Regions from separate parts of the Bombyx mori genome. Here region 2 is linked to region 1. Evidence: chromatin contacts called from public Hi-C data. All regions are on one chromosome and are shown on one strand. Each heading gives the region's core, a stretch centred on a gene start, on an enhancer-like site or on the middle of the called end of the contact. The rest is flanking DNA. Distances are from core to core; before and after follow the strand shown.

Evidence for each region. A called contact is a pair of places that touch in the nucleus more often than the background predicts.
Region 2: a Hi-C map of posterior silk gland shows a contact between it and region 1, with 1.9 times the contacts expected there. The contact joins two enhancer-like sites. A contact is called at or near these places in 2 of 7 Hi-C or Micro-C datasets (middle silk gland and posterior silk gland).

The regions. Positions count from the first base shown.
Region 1 is chr25:10,217,990-10,224,638 of ASM3026992v2, reverse strand. No RefSeq gene overlaps it. Among protein-coding and RNA genes, the nearest start is that of LOC119630565, 57 kb to the right of the region's middle. Within about 2 kb of position 4,263, at least 5 of the 8 cell types and tissues checked have open chromatin away from gene starts, as enhancers often do.
Region 2 is chr25:10,308,085-10,315,038 of ASM3026992v2, reverse strand. No RefSeq gene overlaps it. Among protein-coding and RNA genes, the nearest start is that of LOC134201429, 7.8 kb to the right of the region's middle. Within about 2 kb of position 4,493, at least 1 of the 8 cell types and tissues checked has open chromatin away from gene starts, as enhancers often do.

The sequences.
Region 1 (6,649 bases), core at 3,014-5,513:
ATCTATCAAATGGGACTTCGTAATTGGAATATAGTATAGTTCGTTTGGTAATCTAGATACATTATTTATTTATGAGCATATTTATTTTGAGGAGGTGATAAGGCATACTTTTAGATGTACCACTTACTGTATTCATTGATTTACTGAACCAATTTCAATATGAGTTTACTCCAAAATAATGAAACCATATTATAGCAAGCAATGTGTAGCTTCATATAGGACATTAACCTCACTGACTAATATTGTTCGACCGTTTCAATTAGCTGTAAACGGCGACAAATCGAGACAAATCCGACGTGTACGCTAAGTGGATGACACAAATCTGTTTGGTGGACCTGTCTACCCTCGCACTACGTATGAAAATCTACAGGACATCAGACAGGATTAAGGATGATACCTCTTATAGAAAGTGGTTTGTTATTAGTTTAGATTATTAAGCCTCTCATTTGAAAAATTCAGAATTATATTCTTCTGGCATTTCCGTTTTACTTCTATTGTGACATTTTTTAAATTTCGAATAATTTACAGTTTTCGTGGGCATGATCGGCTAACTGTAACTTAACTGTATAGTAGCGGGATTAAACTGTAAAAGTAGTTTTAATCATATGTCGTCTATTCAACGTTTCCGAAAGAAAAAATCTAAAAATACTTAAACCGAACACAAACCTTCGTAGTTTTCTAAGCATAGCTTACATGTGACTTAATAAGCTTTCAAAAAAATTTCAGAGAATCACTTTTTTTTAAAATACGCAGTAACATCCACACACGCACGAAAAACTGGCTTTTTGTCGAACCGTCACTCGTAAAAGCACATATTTCACGAACCAAAAACTTTCAATACTTTCTTAGTAGAAACATCCTAGCACTCTGTCTTACAACTTATCCTGTCTGTGACTAAATAAAAAATAATGTTCTCAAAAACCCCAACAAAATTATGCAAACGCTTAAAAACTTCAAATAACGCATAGAAAAGAGCTGAATTTTAATTACTCAAACCCTTTCGGGCCGTCAAGAGTAAAGTTTCGCACGTAAATAAAACTGCATCAAATTAAAAAAGCAAGAAATTGTTACCAATTCCAAAGCGGTACGAAACGTGTGAGAAAAATATATATTTAAGCGAAGCTTTTTCAGGACAGTAAATGTTAATTTTATTTAAATAACGCTATTAATTATGCTTATAACAGGTGAGGTCAAGTTATCTCGGGAAAGGGTCATCTTAAAGAAGAGAGAATGGTTTCTGTTGAGCCAATCTGAATAATGCAAATGTGAATTGCTAATGAGCTGGATATTCACACGGTCTTTGGTTTTCGTTTCGAGATAATATTTAAATACCCTGCTATGGTTTTACATGTAACTTGTATTTTGTATTTATAGTACTTAACAAATGTTCACGATTGACTTCCACGGTGAAGGAATAACATCGTGTAATCAAAACCAAACCCGCAAAATTATAATTTGCGTAATTACTGGTGGTAGGGCCTCTTATAAGTCCGCGTGGCTAGGTACCACCACCCTGCTTATTTCTGCCGTGAAGCAGTAATGCTTTTCGGTTTGAAGGGTAGGGCAGCGGTTGTAACTATACTTGAGACCTTAAAACTTATATCTCAAGGTGGGTGGCACATTTACGTTGTAGATGTCTATGGGCTCCAGTAACCACTTAACACATCTAAGCTATAAAAATAAACTTAACACCAAATCAGTGAAAACATTTAAATTGTGTTTTTTGATCGAACCCAACCAAAAACTTAGCGTCGTTTTAAGCCGTTCGACAAGTTTTTTATGCTTTTTTAGCAAAAAATGTGACGGACTCTTACATTATACAAATGCACAACCTCAAATAAGATAAACGAATTTACTATAAACAAATGAAATCACTTCAAGAACACTTCTGGGCGTAGCTGGAAGCCTCTTAGGCTATTAGAGAATAGGCAGGAAAAAAAAAGAAAAAAAAAGTACAAGAAAGAACTAATGTGTACAAATAATTAAGGACAGTCTACACGGCTTTCGTTAGAAGCCGTATTTAAAGTTAAGCCGCATAATATTAGTGAAAATTTAAATAATGCCCTTCTCGAGTTTCGCTTCATGCAAATACGCAGTATCTATCAGGGCTATTCTTATTGTCGGCACACGTAGGGTTAAAGGTGATCTCATTCTGAGCAGGTCAGCGTGACCTCTGACCCGCGGTTCTCACGGATGACCCTTCTTGAATATTAATTTTTGTTATCTTAATTTTTATACAGTGTACACGTTTTCAGTCAGTAGTTTTGTTTCGTCCGTACAGTTTAAAATAGAATAGGGTTCCAACGGCACGTATCTTAAAATGTCGCGAAAATTTTAGAAATTTCGGGCACGACGAATCTTCACTACGTACGGGTGACGTCATTTGTGGTCAAAACAAAGAATGAGGTAACCGTGTTTTCGAAACCAATATTATTTAAACAATAATATTAAAAACGATTAGAATATGACATCGTTTGCTGTGGTCGGTATTTTTGCTTTTATATTTATTTTTTTGCTTAGATGGGTGGACGAGCTCACCGCACACATGGTGTAAATGGTTGCCGGAGCCCATAGACATCTACAACGTAAATGCCGCCACCCACCTTGAGATACGAGTTCTAAGGTCTCAGTATAGTTACAAAGGCTGCCCCACCCTTCAAACCGAAACACATTACTGCTTCACGGCAGAAATAGGCAGGGTGGTGGTACCTATCCGTGCGGACTCACAAGAGGTCCTACCACCAGTAATTACGCAAATTATTATTTTGCGGGTTTGATTTTTATTACACCATGTTATTCCTTCACCGTGGAAGTCAATCGTGAACATGTGTTAAATACGTATTCCATTAGAAAATTTGGTACCCGCCAGCGGGATTCGAACACCGGTGCATCGCTACATACGAATGCACCGGACGTCTTATCCTTTAGGTCACGACGACTTCAATGCTACTTTATGTTAGAATTATTAGATTTTATTTATTAGGCAATATGAAATATTAACCATTTCATTGAAATATCTTTGTGTGTCAAAATATCTATTGATTTATCAAGTTTTAAAGGAATAAGAGAAGTACTTTTTATAATATTTGTTTTTCTATTTGTTTGTTGGATTTTCTATAAAAGTGTGTTTTTTTGTTATTTTTTTTTTTACTATTTTTTATTTTTTAATTTTAGTAGCATATTATATCATAAATTATTCATTATTGTACATTCAGGCAAATACAACAGTTTCCAATTTGCCAGGTGAAAAAAAGAAGGCGATCAAATTAAGTTATTGTTTTGACTGTAGTAACTAACTAACGGGTCAAACTGTTTAATATTGAATTGACGTCGGTCCTTGGTAAGTACGACAAATTTCGAGTTAATCCGACGTTTTGAAGGGATTAAAATCATGATCAAAGATTCCGTTACATACTAACATACGTATGAAGCTAATAAAAGCGTATTAAAAAGACTTCTTTAACACACAAACCCGCCGCAGATTTTACGGTAGGCAGCGACTTGGCTCTGCCCCTGGCATTGCTGACGTCCATGAGCGACGGTGACCGCTTACCATCAGGTGGGCCGTATGCTCGTCTGCTTACAATGGCAATAAAAAAATAAAAAAAAAGATCCCGACAAAGCTTAAAGCTTAAATAGACAAACATTTTCCTTGTTAGCTTTTACGTAACTTCAACGTAGATTTTTTACAAACAACCTACCGATGGAAATACCAATAATTAAACTGTAAATTCGTATTTAACTAACCCAAAACTTTTAGTGTGCATGCTTTTAATCATACAACATTACAAAACATCATTTTCGGTATATTCGGTTTGCTTTACCCGAAATAGCGTATAATTGAAACTCGCATTGCAACTGTTAATTACGATCAAAAACCTGTATGCCGTTTTTAAAACAAACATTCATCATTTTCGATGGGTTTAAAAACGTTAATGATTTTTGATCGTAATTATTTCGTATTACAGGTAAGTAAGTACTTTCGAAAACGCTTCAACCACGCGTTGTCCGAACAAAGCGTTTTACGTCTATATGTATTATTCCTGTACGTGTGTTACCCCCTAATGTTACACGCACTGTGGGGTCGTTACCCCCGGCCCGAGCCTCTCCCCCTACGCATCGGTTTTTCGCCCGCAAGATAAAGACCAACAAAAAAAAGAAAACGCGAAAAACCCCGCTGTCCCTTACTAACGCGTTGCCGATGCAATCGTGCGAGCAGTACAACATCTAAGCTACGAACGACTCACGAAAACTTGGGCCCCGCCCGAGACGCCTCTATCCATCCCTTTCGGTTTTTCACAATTTTCATTCAACAATACTCATACAATAAGGACGTCAGCGCTTTCGTCGCTACATAGAAATTTGAACTCTTTGCTTACTGCTTTAAAGCCGAATATTGAACGAGGGTAAACGTGTTCGAAAATATTTTAGAATGCAAAACACTGGGGTGTGGAATGTCTCGCTCGCTCGCAAAAAAGCAATATCTCATGGCGAGGGGGGGGTGTTAGATGACGCGGGGCGGGGGTTGTGGATAGTGGCCGCCATGTTGCCGACGGCCGCTGAAGTCTAGTATTAATTTTGACTTAATCGTCCATTTATACCAAGCATTTTACTGTACTAGTAATGTTTTTATTGGTATTGGGAGCTTATATCGTTTTAATAAATAGGCAAATAGGAAACGGTTCAGCGTGTTTTTCTGAACTGTTCGTCAATCGATTTTATTTTTCGTTAAGTAGCTACGATTTTTAGTGTTGTCAGCAGAATTAATTAGCTTAGAAACACTCTTTCTCAACTTGACAATTGAAACATTACCATCGAATCTTGATATAAGATTTTGTACCCTATAGTTTTATAATTAAATTACATTTTCAAATAGAAACTACCTGAAGTAAACGTATTAAAAAAAATTAGAAATAAACATTTTTAGAAGTGAGCAACTTTTTTTTTTCATGATTTTAAATAAAAATGACACATTCAAGAGAATTATACTATGATATTCTGATGTGTTACGACAGAAAAATAACTACAAAAACCTTAACTCAAAATACTTAAAAAATAATTATTATTGGCCTTGTGGGCAGATGAGCATACGGCTGACCTGTTGGGGAGTGGTTACTGTCGCCCATGGACTTCAACAATGCCAGGGGTTACAATTGCACCCGGGAATTGCTGTGGACCCGAGTTCTTATCATTGTATCTACGGTTTCCCGCGCTAAGCTTTCTAGTTAAGATATTATTAATTCAGTATTAAAGGTATTTTCATTTCTTATATCGGGGAAGCTCACAGCCCACCCGGTGTCAAGAGTTTGCCGGAGTCCATAGACATCACAACACGAATGCCAGCTTTAGGCATGAGGTTAAAGTTTTAATTGTAACAGCTATCCTATTCTTTAAAATCCCTCAGCTCCAAACGCAGTAGGAAGTTAGTAGTAGTAGTAGCTATCTGTCCGGGCTTACAATACGTCCTACCTATAAATTCCGGTTGATACAACGTAAATACGGCCACCTACCTTGAGACATGAACTTTAAGGTCTCAGTTTTAACAGTACAACGGCTGCCCCAGCCTTCAAACCGAAACGCATTGCTGCTTCACGGCAGAAGTAGGCAGGGTGGTGCTACCTACCCATGCGGACTGACAAGACCACCTCCAGACCAGACTCCTACCACCTTCTTATACTTCTTTGTTGTTGTTAAGGGGCTATCCCAATTACGCGCTGACTGGAATGTCCCTACTAATTCTCCAGCGAATCTCTTAGTCGCCGTTACGATACCCACGTGAAGAGATAACGTTCTACTTTAAACTGACACCTCAGACCACTCTGTCCTTTCCTGATGATAGGAATTTTTCATTTAAAGAGCTTTCATTAAAGTAGAAATTTCAATTAAATGTATGGACACATCTTAAGTAATTGCAACCGGATTTTGGTTAGTAAATTGTTTAAATGTGTTTTGATGTGAGCATCAATCAATACCTATGTATACATGTTATTAAAAAAAACCTATTTTTCTACTGACTTCAAAAGTGAGGGAGGTACTCAATTCGACTGTTTTTATCTGTGTTACTTCAGACCTTTTTTCTTGGACCACGTATTTTGTTTTTATTTTATTTGAAAATTGGTGCTTGTCGTGTAGTGAATTTATTAAGATCTCACCACGACTAAGTTTTTGAGTTATTCATAATAACGCACATATAATTGACTGCAGCCACGTTAATGATATTGTCATTATGTTTTAATGTTTTATAGAAGACGATTTTCTTTATTGTTAAAATTATTTAAGTTTGTTTTTTTAGTCCTGCCTATTCGTTGGTAATCTAAGGGGATATTCCAGCTACGTGTGGATGTGTAGGTGAGCCCACGGACTCAACCTGAGAGAATTTGCTAACTTGCTTTCTACCACCGGATCGGAATAGCGATCCTTTGAGAAAATTCGGTGAGAAACTCGATGGGCTGTTTCTATTGGTTAGTTCACACGTCGAACTCTTCGTCCTGATCGACGAGTTCTAATAATTAATAATGAATTAATAAACGTAATTTAAAAAAAAATATTTGGTATTGATGTAATGTGATGATCTTTATTATATAAAATGACAATTATCGAAATTTTTCGTACACAGGAACCATACGATAACTCCCGTTCCGGACGTTTT
Region 2 (6,954 bases), core at 3,244-5,743, 90 kb before region 1:
GGTAAATGATTGAATTTAATAATTTTAATTGGACATAAAAATATCTTAGAAATACTAAAATAAAAACATAGTTGAGCGACATCTTACGACGAGTAGATGAAACTAAAGAAAAGACGGCTTACTTGGAGATTAAAAAATTTCAATGACGATTTTTCGGGTTGATTTACTTAAAATGAATATGACCACTTCTAGTGTTTTTCTTAATTTATGAAACGGGACAACAGCTAATTCACGTAAAAAAAAATATATGTTTTATTAAATGCTCATTATATAATTTTCATCTTACCACAAAACTTTTCTAACTTTTTTTTTCCTACCTATTTAGTAACCTCGAGGGGCTATTCTAGATTCGCCGAATAAGTAGGTGAGCTCACGGGGCTCACACCTGATGACGTTGCTAACACGAACCCTAGCAAGAGCCGTGCTTCGCAGAATCTACCATCGGATCGGAAACGCGACCCATTGAGAAGATCCGGCGGGAAAGTCAGTGGGCTGTGTCTGTGTGTTAATTTACTCGCCGAGCCCCTCGTCGCAAGACACGGGCTCGACGAGAACGATGACCGGTGCTTGAGGTAACTAAAAGCACTATTAATGGATCGGGAGGATCCGAGATGACGTGTTTTGAGTCTAACCTCATAGATGTTGGTGAATGAAGAAAAAAAAACAGAGTTGGAAACCACACCTTTTCACAAAATGATATATTGTAACAAGCTGTTGTATGTCAGCATAATTATGACAGGTCATTGTCCATTAGTCTGATATTTAATAGTCTCTTTTAAATGTAATGTAGTGATTTTTCCGATGATTTCAATTTTTTTTTAATTTATGTAGGTTTGTCCTTAAACTATTATACTTATACTAAGCCGCTCTTTATATATAGAGGACAACGACCCCACAGTCCAACTAATGTTATGTCCAAATTATTTATCCAAAAATCTTCCCACCCCATCGAACACTCCCAACGAAATTTTTATTTCATACCTCAGATATCTGGGTTAATGATTGTCAAAATAAAAAGAATTAACCCAAGTCTTTCAAATGTTTAACTGAGAGGCCATTTTTTTATTTTTTTTATTGCTTAGATGGGTGGACGAGCTCACAGCCCACCTGGTGTTAAGTGGTTACTGGAGCCCATAGACATCCACAACGTAAATGCGCCACCCACCTAATTTATGACTTAAGAAAATTCATCTATTATCTACTGTTGATAAAGGAAAAGCTCGCTGTCGTTTTTAAGACATATCTAAGGTATCACCTTGATTAACTTCTTTTTTTTACATGGCAAGCAAAGGAGAAAGAAGCATTTTGGAAAATTTCATTGGTATGTCTGGGGTGAAGCAGATTTCCACCGACTAAGCATTCATATATGCTTTCGTGAATCCGCATCCTATCCAGTATTGACAGTGGAGCAATCCTCTACTGGACCTCCCCCATTTTTTTCCCTACCTATCATGATATCCTATCCTGATTGAGAGGCTATTTCAGCTTCTCCTTGACGTGTAGGTGAGCTCACGGGGCTCAAACCGAGAGTGTTAGTAACACTGGCCCTGGCAAGAGCAGTGCTTCGCAGAATCTACCATCGGATCAGAAACGCGACCTCCGGATCCATCTCCCTCGTGGCCCATAGGGGACGACTGTTAGATTCGTGTTTAGTGTGACACAGGTACAATGCGTATGGAGTGATGTCAGGAGATATCAAGTTGAATACGCCATAAAGTCTGAAAGGAAAGGCGAAAATTTAACGTCGCTTTCAGGTCGTACAAGAGCGCAAATACCAACATGAAGTCAAAACACGTTGCCAAAATGCTAGACTGTATAGCTAGCTATCTTCCGAAAGCCGTCGTGGCCTAAAGGATAAGACGTCCGGTTCATTCGTATGTAGCGATGCACCGGTTTTCGAATCCCGCAGGCGGGTACCAATTTTTCTAATGAAATACGTACTTAAAAAATGTTCATGATTGACTTCCACGGTGAAGGAATAATATCGTGTAATAAAAATCAAACCCGCAAAATCATATTTTGCGTAATCACTGGTGGTAGGACCTCTTGTGAGTCCGCACGGGTAGGTACCACCACCCGCCTATTTCTGCCGTGAAGCAGTAATGCGTTTCGGTTTGAAGGGTGAGGCAGCCGTTTTAACTATAACTAGTCAGGTCATAAGTATTGTCACACAGTAAAAAAAATTCTTTTAGAATGCTGGCCACAAAAACGTTTAATGAATTCGAATGTCGAATTGTTCATGAAAATAAAAATGTATAACTTTTATAATTTTACTCATTTTTAAATATGGAGTGGACGCTTAAAGAAGACCGTGTTGCAGTTATTGCGTTGCATCGTTGCGGTTACGCACCAATTCAAATTTTTAACATACTGAAAATTTTTAATATAACCAAAAGATTCATTTATCGTACCATCGAACGATACAATGAAGACTCTAGTGTAGATGACAGGTCAAGAAGTGGTCGCCCTCGGTCTGTTAGGACTCCAGCAGTGATAAAAGCTGTGAAGGCGCGAATTCAAATAAATCCCAAACGTAAGCAGAAACTGTTGGCCCTTCAGATGGGGTTAAGCAGAACCACGGTGAAAAGGGTGTTAAATGAAGACTTAGGGCTTCGGGCATATTGAAGAAAAACAGGACATTGTTTGAATGCTCGTCTAATGGACCTGAGACTGAAGAGATGCCGCGCTTTGTTGAAGTGGTACGCGGGAAAAAAATATCGGGAAATTCTTTTTTCGGATGAAAAAAATTTTACCGTAGAAGAGAGCTACAACAAACAAAATGATAAGGTGTACGCACACAGTAGTGAAGAAGCGAGCAACCGTATTCCGCGTGTCCAACGAGGTCATTTTCCATCCTCGCTCATGGTATGGTTGGGAGTTTCTTATTGGGGCTTAACAGAGGTACATTTTTGTGAGAAAGGTGTAAAAACGAATGCAGTTGTGTATCAAAATACAGTCCTGACGAACCTTGTGGCACCTGTTGCTCATACCATGTTCAATAACAGGCACTGGGTATTCCAACAAGATTCGGCGCCAGCTCATAGAGCGAAGAGCACACAAGACTGGCTGGCGGCGCGTGAAATCGACTTCATCCGGCACGAAGACTAGCCCTCCTCCAGTCCAGATTTCAATCCGTTAGATTACAAGATATGGCAACACTTGGAGGAAAAGGCGTGCTCAAAGCCTCATCCCAATTTGGAGTCGCTCAAGACATCCTTGATTAAGGCAGCCGCCGATATTGATATGGACCTCGTTCGTGCTGCGATAGACGACTGCCGCGCAGATTGAAGGCCTGTATTCAAAATCACGGAGGTCATTTTGAATAAACTTTAGTGTCATAAGAATCTATGTTTTGTTAAGTTCATTTTGGTATATGAATGGTTACATAATGAATAAACTTGTTTCAATTATTTTACATTAAACATGTGACAGAATTTATGAACTGACTAGGTACTTGAGACCTTAGAACTTATATCTCAAGGTGGGTGGCGCATTTACATTGTAGGTGTCAATGGGCTCCAGTAACCACTTAACACCAGGTGGGCTGTGAGCTCGTCCACCCATCTAAGTAATAAAAAAAAAGCCATGCTTTTTTATCGCTCACCAAGACTGCAAGAAGAAACTTTTGCCGGTCTAGTCTTCCACCACTACGCAAGTTCAATAACGGCCTGCCTGGCCCATAGTGCGAAAAAGAATTCTGACCTTCTACTCAAACTCTTCGCATCCAACTCGACTATAGATGACAGAGGAACAACACCACTAAATACCTCATGGTGTGATAGCTCTCTGCCCAAGATCTGCTGCACACAATGCACGTACTAAGCAGATTGCATCCCTGTAGTCGTTTTGAAAACATAGGCCCTTATAGCACTAAGAGGGTTCCGTCTTCGTCGAAGACTGCTTTACCTCCACCTTGTCCCCAAGAAGGATGAACGATCGGACCACTCAAAGTAGAAGCCTATCATGAAAACTTCTTCGCTTTCCAAGATGATAGAGTGAATAAAAAAATATGCTACTCCTAATGTAGGAACTCGTTTTAGGAACTCGAGCTTATTAGTCACCGACAGTACAGATTTCGGTCACTGCCGCTGGGGATTTTAAAGTATATCTTACTCATAGGTCGGCTGAAACCATGGAAATCAAGAGGAGGCTCTCTCTGTGAGCCTCTGTCTCTGGCCTATTCGAAGCTACCAGCTTACGGATTCTTCGAGAAACTTTGCAAGTGGATCGCTAGCTTTTTGGATGGGCGAAGTATTACTATCGTCGTCGACGGGTGCTGCCCCTGACATCTTGATCATCCACTATAGCGTTCCACAGGTTTCGGTGCCGAGGATAGGTACTGAAAAAGATACTAGGACTAGTTCAGAGAGATGGCGGTTCTTGGCACATCTGGAAAAACAAGGCTTTTTGGTGAGTTAAATATTCTAGGGGAGATAAAGGTGCGGAGGCTCGGATGGCCCGGCCTTGTAGTGCATATGGAGCAGGATCGGGCTGTGAAACAGGTGTACGCGGGTGTACTGGAGGGACGCCACCCCGTAGGGAGGCCCAAGTACCGCTGGTCTGACACTGTGGGAGGAAATTTACGTGAGCTCCAAATGTCGGACTGGCAAGGTGTTGTGTAGTGCCGGGACGAATGGCGAGGTTTATTATCGGAGGCCAAGACCCACTTCGGGGGCATAGTGCCAGCACAATAGTATTCTACTATCATCATAGTCTATCTCGAAGCGTGGTGCAAATCACTTGTCAAATCATTTAAACATAATCCAAAAAAGGAAACTGCTTTCAGAATAAAATACGAATTTCATCAAAGTAGTCGAAGTCAATTTTTTTTTATTGCTTATTTGAGTGGGCGAGCTCACAGCCCACCTGGTGTTAAGTGGTTACTGGAGCCCATAGACATCTACAACGTAAATGCGCCACCCACCTTGAGATATAAGTTCTAAGGTCTCAGTATAGTTACAACGGCTGCCCCACCCTTCAAACCGAAACGCATTACTGCTTCACGGCAGAAATAGGCAAGGTGGTGGTACCTGTCCGTGCGGACTCACAAAAGTTCCGACCACCAGTAATTGAATATGTATTCAATTGAATATGAATTATTAAGGATAACTTAAAATTGGGGCTAAATGAGACAAAAGGTACACCTAGAAAAAAGTTCCGTAGTAACACGCATAAAATACAGTTGAATTGAAAAGTCCTCGTAGCAGATATTAAAACTAGATTAAGTTTCATTCGACGTGCCATCAGCAAATTGTGCATGTTACCTATTAACGAAAGTGATTCCTGAAAGCATTGCGCCCGGGAGGATGTTCAAGATTTCATAGTGTGAAACGAAACGCATATGCGCATTTCTTATATTATCTGTGCATTTTTCACTTAATCACGGATTTTTTGGCGGGAACGCGAGGAATGAAGTTGTGTGATTAGTGTTTCTTCGGGTTTAAATGTGTAATAATAGTGGTTTATTAACTGTTTAATATCTGTGAAAGTGCACAAATGTGGGAAAATGAAACAAAGCTGCTGGACTTAACTTCTCGGGATCCTCCAAAAAGTCCACTGAAAAAATCTTAGTAAATGATCACCATTTTACTAAGATTAAATTTCATTCCATATCATCTCATTTCATTTAATTTCATCCCAGTTGATTAACGTCTCAAATTAATCATTTTCATTTCATTTCACTCCATATTATTATTTTTCATAAAAATAAGAATATAAATTAAAATAAGACATGAATTAAAGGTCTCAGTTACCAGGTCATAAAATCTCCTAAATAAAAAATAACAAAATCACGATTCTGGATTTTTGGCGGGAACGCGAGGAATGAAGTTGTGTGATTTGTTTTATTTTGTCTATTTAGTGTTTCTTCGGGTTTAAATGTGTAATAATGGTGGTCTATTAACTGTTTAATATAATAATATGTGAAAGTGCACAAATGTGGGAAAATGAAACAAAGCCGCTGGACGTAACTTCGCGGGATCCTCCAAAAAGTCCACTGAAAAAATCTTAGTAAATCACCACCATTTTACTAAGATTATATTTCATCACATATCATCTCATTTCATCTAATTTCATCCCAGTTGATTAATGTCTCAAATTGATCATCTTCATTTCATTTCACTCCATATTATCATTTTTCATAAAAATAAGAATATAAATTAAAATAAGACATGAATTAAAGGTCTTAGTTACCAGGTCATAAAATCCCTTAAAAAAAACACGATTTTGGCGCCCATTTTTATAAATTTTCAATATTTTATCTAAAATTGTTATTGTTGGACTAAAAATTATATTTAACATCAATTTGACAAAACCGACTTTTTATGGGTCAAGAAAAAAATATATATACTCTGTTGTTAGTTATTACATGAAAACTTTGGATTTTGTTTAATGAAAAAATCCCCTTAACTACATATAAAAATATACATATAAACGTAACCCCTATCCGTAACATTTGATATAAAAAGCCCTCGTCTATGATTTGATTTAACCAGCGAGTCTATTTTTTCTATGATCGAGGGGCTGTATTGTATACAAAAACATCGTCTAATTTATTCGTATTTCTATTTGACGATTGGTTGGAAGTGTGGCAAATGAATTTAAATATGTATCTGTGTTAATATAAGGTGGATGATATATCTACGTGATACAGGGAGTCAGCGTTGTTTTTCAAAAAAAAATTTTTCTTTTTCGAACGTGCCAGTCTTATTTTGTGAAGTAGATAGGTACCTAATTTCTATATTTTTAATCGATTTCAAAAAATTAAGAAACCTTATCATTCTTATTTGGTCCCATTTATATTTGATCAAGATCTGACAAGTAATTTTGAGTTATTCTTAATAATGCATTTTTAATTGATTTATTCTCTTTGATTTTGTTGAATTCGGTTTTATTATTATTAATTGTTTTTACAAAACCAAATACTAGATGACGGACAACCTACAGCCTAAGTGT